Linked DNA regions of Mus musculus: all the other regions are linked to region 3. Evidence: chromatin contacts called from public HiCAR-type and HiChIP or PLAC-seq data. All regions are on one chromosome and are shown on one strand. The core of a region is the stretch at or near the end of the contact, and the rest is flanking DNA. Distances in the headings are between cores, read along the strand shown.

Region 1 (2,700 bases), core at 78-2,577, 350 kb after region 3:
GGGATGCTGGGAGGCCAGGTCTGCTGTGATGTGCAAAAATATGCACCTCAGTCCCTTGTCCCAGGGTCTGAAACCAAACACACACGCGAGATGTGACCAGTCCTGTGAGAGGCCTAAACAGAAATATACTCCTAGAACATGAAACATGGTCTTTCTTGTACAAAGGAAGAAAGATCAGTATCTCTAGGAGATACTGTACACCATCGATTTGCCAAATTACTTATGCTTGGCTTGGTTTGGTTTGGTTTGGTTTGGTTTGGTTTGGTTTTGGGGTTTTTTATGACAGGGTTTCTCCATGTAGCCCTGGCTGGCCTGGAGCTTGTGCTATAGACTGGCCTCCGACTCAGAGAGCAGCTTGTCTCTGCCTAGGACTAAAAGAAAGGTATTAAAGGAGACACTACTATGAAGCTGTCAGACTCCTTTAATACATGCCTGGTCTGAGAGGCAGAGCAACAAACACACAGCATTCACTCACACAGACACACACACACACACACACACACACACACACACACACACACAGACACACAGCATTCATTCACACAGACACACAGACACACAGACACACACAGACACACACACAAACTGTTAAGGCTCAAACCCCACACAAGTAGCTACCATACTTATTAACACACTTCAAAGCTGATGCTGGCCCCCAGGTTCTCCCAGCATCCCTTGGTCCCGACCTGTTATAGTTATAGTATCCTCCTGCCTAGCATACCTGTCCCTCTATCCCGAACTCCCGGCTTCCCTCTGGATAGTTCCTTTGGCACCTATATAACTCAGCCATTTTGGCTACACCAGTCTCTTGGCCAGACTCTTACCGCAGGCCACCCGTCTTGCTCCTTTTCCCCTCCCCCTATCCTCGCATGGCCTGTTCACTCTGGAGTTTGCCAGATGTCTCTACCTTTGGCTGTTTATTTCCTTTTATTTCTAGCTTATATTTCCAGTCATGTTCTCCTTTTATTTCTTTTTTTTTTAAATTCAAACATAATAAAGATCAAATTTTAAAATAATAAAGATCAATATTTACACAATAATAGCAACAGTGACAGGAGCTTGGAGCAGCCTCTTCTCTATGCTATGCTGCATGGAAGGTCAGCTAGTGTCTTCTTCAAAAGAATGGTTTGGGTTTTGTTTCTCTTTTCGCAGGTAAAAACCCACAATGGGGCTTAGTTGAAACATTGTAAATTTTCCCTGATAACAGATGTGATTTTGAAATGCTCACCTCTTCTCTGGAAGGTTGCCAAGGTTCTGCCACAGGTGGCCTCGGATTTTGTCTGTTCTATGTTCTGTGACCTGCTGTTTTTTTCCCCAAGCTCCTCAGACACATCAAAGAGAATGGCTGCCCAAACTGAGGCTGCCGGCTGAAGAATAGAATCAGATCTCTGAAGAACTGGAAGAACAAGCCAAAACCCTGGGAGAGAGGTCAGGATTGAAGTCCCTGATCCTCCAGTGGCCAGTGACATTTGAGATCATCCAGGCCAACCTCTGCATTTCACAGATGAAGAAATGGAGGCCCTGTCACCTCTCACCTTAGTGAAAACCCTAAACCCAGAAATCACAGCCCTGCTCTCCAGAAAGACTGCGGATTAATGTCGGGCACTTGAAACGTCTTTGTTTCTATATGTTTCCTCATTCCTGGTCTCAAGACCTCAGGGAAGGAACCCCCTGTGGTTGTTTATTATTCCGTTGGTATCTGAGCTGAAAATAGAAACCTAGGCCCTATGTCTCCCAGCTCCTCACTCTAACAGTCAACAGAACACTTCCTATGCTTTGCAAATGACTGTCAGCAGGCATTTAGGAAGTTGGCGCTTTGCCAGGTGTTAGTGTTACACACACTGGAGTTTCAATGGCTGAGAGCCAGCGTTTAATACCACAGAAAAAGCTAGCATAATAGTTCTCAAACTATCACATACTCAGTCGGAGGGCAGGGGGGAGTGTGGCACATATCTGTAGTCCGAGCTGAGGCTGAGGCAGGAGGCTAACCTGTACTACATACAGAGCAAGTTCCAGGGCCATTATGAATTGCGTGGAAAGACTTTGTCTTTAAAAGCAAAATAAAATACTTAAAACATATCATTCTTCAATGGCTAGTGTAATGAGGAACGAAAGAAAACATGAAGTATTACTAAGCAGGCCTCAGGTAGTCCATGAACTTATTCTCAAGTTTAGTACTGGTCTCAGTCATGGATGTAGAGTCCAATGCTCGAGTTTGTGAGCACGATAGCATCGAATTCCGGTTTTAGTTTATGGAGAACTTTGGTCCAGTATAATACACATAATCTGAGGTGCTTAATGACTCCTTATCCCCCCAACCACCTCCCTTTTCATGGGAAGTTCCCAATATCAGAATCCATAGTTACAGAGAACGGATGTGGCGCTATGCAGAGGCCTCGGTAAGGAACATGAGGTCCCTTCTGGCCCTCTCTCCTCGGGTTTGGAAATAACTAAATGAGTCCGTTTCCACATTAGATAGCGCGGTGCACACAAGCACTGGAAGTAGAACCCTAGCTAAGATCAGTCCCAGGAGAATGGAATGAAGAGGCGACCTGCAGCACTGAGTTTATGGGTAAAAGGCCCAGGACAAAAGGAGGCAGAGAGAGAGCCTGTAGGTTTTGTGCGCGGCCACCTTGAATATTGAAGAAACTGCAAGATGCACAAGGGAAAGCTAAGGAGGAAGAGAACAGTTCCAAAGAG
Region 2 (2,700 bases), core at 178-2,677, 310 kb after region 3:
TGGAGTCATGTTCCCTGTAGCGCTCACTCTCAGAGACCGAGTGTCTGTCTTTCTTCGACCCAGAGTTCCAGCAAGTTAGCTTGGAACCAAAGCAAACCGCAGAGATCTATTCCACGGATGCTCTGTGAAATACTCACTCATCGCCACCCCTTCCCCCTCCCCCTGACATCCCTGCCACATCCCCCTCCCCACTGTACCAGGAGATGGGATCAGAAAACTGCACTGCCTTCCACCCATGCAAAACTCTCAGCTCTCTTTCTGCTCCTCCCGTCTCCTTTCCCTATGCTAAATGGCTCAGGCAAATTGTGCCTGTATGGAATCATAGTGGGGTAATGTAGTTTGCCTTATAATCTGTAGTACAGCCCTGTTTGGTGTATGTGTGCGGATGTCTTGCTATACAGCCCTGACTGACCTCAAGCTTAAGGTAGTCCCCCTGCCCATGCCTCCTAAGTACTGAGCCTACAGGTAGGCATCACCGTGTCTGGCGTGATACCATCTCTTTAGCATTTTCTAATCTACTAGCCAGTTGACTACCCATTCATTCCCTTGCCTTTATAATTCCAGCTCACTTAAGTACACAGTCAAACCTTGAAAGGCTCCTAGACGAGACCCAGGCAGGTCTATGAAGGGTATCAACCCCATGCCAGTTTCTAATGCTCAGCATGCCAGAGAGGTACCAGGGACCTAGAAAAGTACTTGCTGATCAGGTTCTTGCTTCTGGCTGTCTGCAGGACACAAAAGCTTGCCCCTAATGTCCTGCCTAGATCTAGGCTGTCCCAGATCATCCTGCATTGGCTTTAAAGTGTGTGGTTTCCCAATCCTATGTGAACCCGGCCACCAGGCTCTGCACTCCTGCCAGACCCCCATTGCAGTTATTGCTAAGCCTTGCCTGAGAGTCACATGCCCACTGGACTTCACACGTTGGGCCAAGACTCCCATCATTCCTCCTCACTGGTGCTTTATTATCCTGGTTGTCATGTTGGTGGGCTTTGGAGCCAACCCAAGAGACACATCTCCGGGCTTGTCTGTAAAGAATTACCAGAGATCAGCTGAGGTGGACAGACCCACCCTGGATACCGCTGGCCTTGTTCCTGGTGCCTCACCGGGTAGAATCGGATTCAGTAAAGTGACAGAAAGGAACGGAGCTCATGCATTCGCCTCTCCCTGTGTCCTGACTACATGGGGCGATGTGGCCAGACACCTCCCACTCCTACCTCCACGCCTTCCCTCAAACCATGAGACAACAGAAACTTCCTTATCATGTTGTGTTAGCGGGTGTTTTTGTCCCAGCTACAAGAAAACGATAATAAATCCTTGACACCCTAATCTAAAAAGCAATTCTTCCACCCCCTGCCTTAGCCCAGAATCTGTCCCCAGCTTGCACAAGGGAGGAGTTAGGCACTGTGCAACCTCACTGCACCCAGTGAGCTTTTCCAGTCTGGCTACTCTCCTCACCCTGACTAGTACTTGCCACTAAGATGCTGGCATGGCTCCACGGCTACCCCACTGAACTACCACAGTACCTGGGGTCATGGCTTGCTTCCACTCTCTACCAATGTGGGGAGCTAGGTAGAAGGGCAAAATAATGGCAGATACCATGCCATCTCTACGACGGGCTCAGCATCAAACAAAAAGGCAAGCAGTGGCCATTGGGTGCAAGAGACACAGCTGGGGAATGGGATGGCAGACCAGCCTCCCTCCCCAGGGCAACATCTGGGTCTGCCTCTGTAAGGACTCAAAAAAGAAAAGAGAAGACTTGCATACAGGGCTCCCAAGCCAGGGACCCAGGCTCCCTACCGTTTCCACACCTACTCCCATAACTCATGAGTTTATCCAGTTTCTCTGCGGTCTCTCTGCCCCTCCTCAACCAGGAAGTGATTATACTAAGTAGATTTTGGTTTTGAATGGCTTTGACCTTGTGAGGCCTTCCGTTCTCCAGAACTGGTTTTTTTCTGAGAGTCTGTGTTCACTTTTAATCCAATCAGCGAAGGTGGAGTTGAGTTTACTCCTGCTGACTTCTAATCCTCCAAGACAAAACGAAAATATATGCAAAATGTATGAGGAAATGGTAAAGTATAGTACACACCATTCCCCACCCCCACCCCCAGCAAAGGGGGAATTCTCAGAGGCTGGAGGGGTTGGGGGAAGGGCGGCAGGGCCTTCATCTGACGGGAAGTCAGATAGGTAACTCTCAGGCAAGAAGAACCACCTAACACTCAAAGACTTGACCCTGTGTTTGCTCAGAGCAAATGCATTTCAAGCGAGGGCTGTCAAAGGAGAATGCGTTTGCAAGCCAGTTGAAATTTAAAGTAAACCTCAGCAGGTCAATGAGAGGCCTTCCCTAAAAAGGCAGTCAGACTCCCAGCAACCGCGCTTCGGAAACTCTGATAGTGTCCTATGCTGTCCAAAAGGCTCTCGCGGTTTTAACTCCAAATAGGCTGGCACACAAATAGGAAGTGGAAAACTTGGGGAGTTGGGATGATCGGATCCTACTTGGACATATGGGAAAGCTTGAAGAAACACAGTATATGGTAGCAACTGAGAAAAAAAAAAACGAGCTCTGAGGGTTGCACTGCAGTGTGAAAGAGGCTTAGAATGGACACGCTATGGTCTCAGCAGGTCCACACCTGTCAGTCCTGCTGGTGATGCCCAGGAGAGGGAGGGGGCAATCAGGAGAGAGAAGTCCTCTCTTCACTACTG
Region 3 (2,700 bases), core at 144-2,643:
CAGGAGGGAAGCCTCTGAGTTTGTTGGGAAGGTGATGCATTTCTATAATAATATCTAAAGGGACAAATAGAAATGGGGAGTTGTTTTCAGACTACAGGGTGTTAAGTTTGTATAAAGAAAATGAGGAGTCGATAGCAGGAGCTAGAGGTTCATGTAGGGAAATCTTCTTATGGAGATAACAGTTCCCACAGGTAAAATTCTCTAGACTCTGTTTTTAAATTGAACGAGAGCTCAAGTGAGATGTTCTTCCAGCTTTAAGTATTAACCTGATGAAACTTAGAGTTGTCTGAGAAGGGATCTCAGCAGAGGGATTTACTAGATCAGATTTGTGAGCATGACTGTGGGGATTGTCCTGGTTGATAATTGATGTAAGAGGGCCCAGCCCACTGTGGGTGGGACCAATCCCTGGGCAGATAGTTCCAGACTGAAGAAGAAAGGTAGATAAGCATGGACCTGCAAACAAGCCGTCAGGTGGCATTCCTCCATGGTTTGGTTTCTGCTGCTCTTCCTTGGCTGTGGGTAAGTTCTTTGTTTAGAAGGAGTGTGTGGAATGGCAAACAGGCTTGCACCTGAGTCCCTGCTTGAGTTTCTGCTGTGACTTTCCCCAATGACAGTCTATGATGAGTCCTCCTCAGTCCCTTTTGGTCATGGTTATTTGTCACAGTGACAGAATGAAGCTGGAACATGAGTTGATATATGAGACAGAGAAATAGGAAAACAGGATGGAGATCTAGCGGCCAGAGTGCCGCATGGGGTTAAAATGAGATTTATCCTTAAGAAGAAAATTTACCATGTCACAAGAAGAAGAGGGCACCATTTTCATTCATACAGAAGGAATGTATTCAAATACTGAAGTAAAGCAAAAAGGATCACTTTTAATTGTACACTTAAGAAATTACCTCACCATGTTAGTGTTCTGGGAACAGTGCTAAAATGAAGTGTGGCAAGAAAGGGTGAGGAGAGGTGCAAGAAGGGACCCGTGAGTGTGACAGTGCCACACTAGAGAAATGACTGTATAAAGGACCAATGACTAACCATCATAGTTCAGTTCTCCAGTAAGTATTATTTGGGGGCTTCTACCTCACCTTAGATCATTTAGTTCCCAAATTAAAACACACACACACACACAAAATCTTTATATTTATAATAAGCCTTTAAGCATTAGAGCTGGGCATCTATCAACCCCTTATGCTAGTTTGTTTACTTCTCTGTCAGTAACCTCAAGATTTCACTTGCCATGTCCCACCTTTGCTGCTCCTGCTCCAACAGGCCATGCACTCTTGACTCACCTGCCCCATGGCGCCTTCCTCCTTCCTCCTCTTCACCCTCTCCTCTGGTCTCTCCTCAGACCCCAATCCCAGGAACTGAAGCCCCACCCACCTCTCCTGCCCAGCTATAGGCGTCTTTATCAACTAATGGTTTTAAATTAACAAGCAAGGTTTGCAATACAAAAGGTTGCATACCTGAGAATTCAGTCATCTTGAGGCAGCTAGACCTTGGGATTCAGAATTTAGCATTACAATACATAGCAACTCACCAAACCTCCGCATTTCCCCCTTTTGTCTAAATAACAATAAACAACTTAGAGTGGAACAATTATAAAACAATAATGACAATTATTAGGAAAGAGTTAAATTTAAAAGCCTATCTGTTTATATTTGGCAATTTAGATTCTATCATCTGTCCTATCTTGGTGAGTTTAGAGTTTTAGATCTAAATCATTTTCTATCCTAATTTGTATTAACATCCTAAAATCATCTTCTTAGACTTGGTACATCTTTTTTTTTTTTTTTTTTTTTTTAAGGAGGAGAATCTAAATATTCTTTTTTTTATTACATATTTTCCTCAATTACATTTCCAATGCTATCCCAAAAGTCCCCCATACCCTCCCCCCCCCATTTCCCTACCCACTCATTCCCATTTTTTTTTGGCCCTGGCATTCCCCTGTACTGGGGCATATACAGTTTGAGTGACCAATGGGCCTCTCTTTCCAGTGATGGCAGACTAGGCCATCTTTTGATACATATGCAGCTAGAGACAAGAGCTCCAGGGTACTGGTTAGTTCATAATGTTGTTCCACCTATAGGGTTGCAGATCCCTTTAGCTCCTTGGGTACTTTCTCTAGCTCCTCCATTGGGAGCCCTGTGATCCATCCAATAGCTGACTGTGAGCATCCACTTCTGTGTTTGCTAGGCCCCAGCATAGTCTCGCAAGAGACAGCTACATCTGGGTCCTTTCAATAAAATCTTGCTAGTGTGTGCAATGGTGTCCGCGTTTGGAAGCTGATTATGGGGTGGATCCCTGGATATGGCAGTCTCTAGATGGTCCATCCTTTCGTCTCAGCTCCAGGTACATCTTCTTAAATCCTAAACATCTTAAACTTATGTTAAGACTATGACTATCTAGTCTCCAACCCCATCAGAGACCTGAGAAGGAATAAATATTACTTTAGTATGTAGGAAGTGCAGGGTCACAGCTTCCAAAAATTATAGAAATGACAGAGCCTGTTGACTGCCTGGACAGTCCCCAATATTTTCTAAAACATTGGAGCATCGTCTTCAGCCTTCTGGCCCAGAAAATCTGACAGGCCTTTTGTGAAACAGGAATTATGATGGACCTGTTTATCCTGTCTTAGAAGAGCTTGGCAGTTGAGTTCCTTGTGTCTGTCCTTCTTGGGCAGCATTCTGCCTGCAGATGAAC

Evidence for each region. HiCAR-type assays count read pairs that join an accessible place to other places. HiChIP or PLAC-seq counts read pairs in DNA pulled down with a chosen protein or histone mark.
Region 1: an H3K27ac HiChIP or PLAC-seq map of epiblast stem cells shows a contact between it and region 3. The contact joins two enhancer-like sites. A contact is called at or near these places in 6 of 15 datasets of contacts at CTCF or cohesin (CD8 T cells, the G1E-ER4 cell line, the NIH/3T3 cell line and 2 more), 105 of 484 Hi-C or Micro-C datasets (the 63-12 cell line, B cells, the Ba/F3 cell line and 51 more), 10 of 115 datasets of contacts at active chromatin or transcription factors (cardiomyocytes, embryonic stem cells, epiblast stem cells and 2 more) and 1 of 9 other capture datasets (embryonic stem cells).
Region 2: a HiCAR-type map of embryonic stem cells shows a contact between it and region 3, with 2.7 times the contacts expected there. The contact joins two enhancer-like sites. A contact is called at or near these places in 2 of 115 datasets of contacts at active chromatin or transcription factors (embryonic stem cells and stem cell-derived neural progenitor cells) and 1 of 9 other capture datasets (embryonic stem cells).

What each region holds. Positions count from the first base shown.
Region 1 is chr17:80,007,219-80,009,918 of GRCm38.p6, forward strand. No RefSeq gene overlaps it. Among named protein-coding and RNA genes, the nearest start is that of Gm22215, 25 kb to the right of the region's middle. Within about 2 kb of position 1,328, at least 37 of the 459 cell types and tissues checked have an H3K27ac peak or open chromatin away from gene starts, as enhancers often do. A contact at or near this core is called in differentiating embryonic stem cells and epiblast stem cells, where this site is marked.
Region 2 is chr17:79,967,719-79,970,418 of GRCm38.p6, forward strand. All of the region lies in intron 2 of Gm41625 (a long non-coding RNA gene), which reads right to left. Among named protein-coding and RNA genes, the nearest start is that of Gm41625, 13 kb to the right of the region's middle. Within about 2 kb of position 1,428, at least 26 of the 459 cell types and tissues checked have an H3K27ac peak or open chromatin away from gene starts, as enhancers often do. A contact at or near this core is called in embryonic stem cells, where this site is marked.
Region 3 is chr17:79,652,943-79,655,642 of GRCm38.p6, forward strand. The region is part of intron 4 of Rmdn2 (regulator of microtubule dynamics 2); the gene reads left to right. Gm33006 (a long non-coding RNA gene) reads right to left here. Exons shown (of 4, transcript XR_876982.2): 2 at 2,618-2,700; 3 at 1-54. Among named protein-coding and RNA genes, the nearest start is that of Gm33006, 14 kb to the right of the region's middle. Within about 2 kb of position 1,394, at least 10 of the 459 cell types and tissues checked have an H3K27ac peak or open chromatin away from gene starts, as enhancers often do. A contact at or near this core is called in differentiating embryonic stem cells, embryonic stem cells and epiblast stem cells, where this site is marked.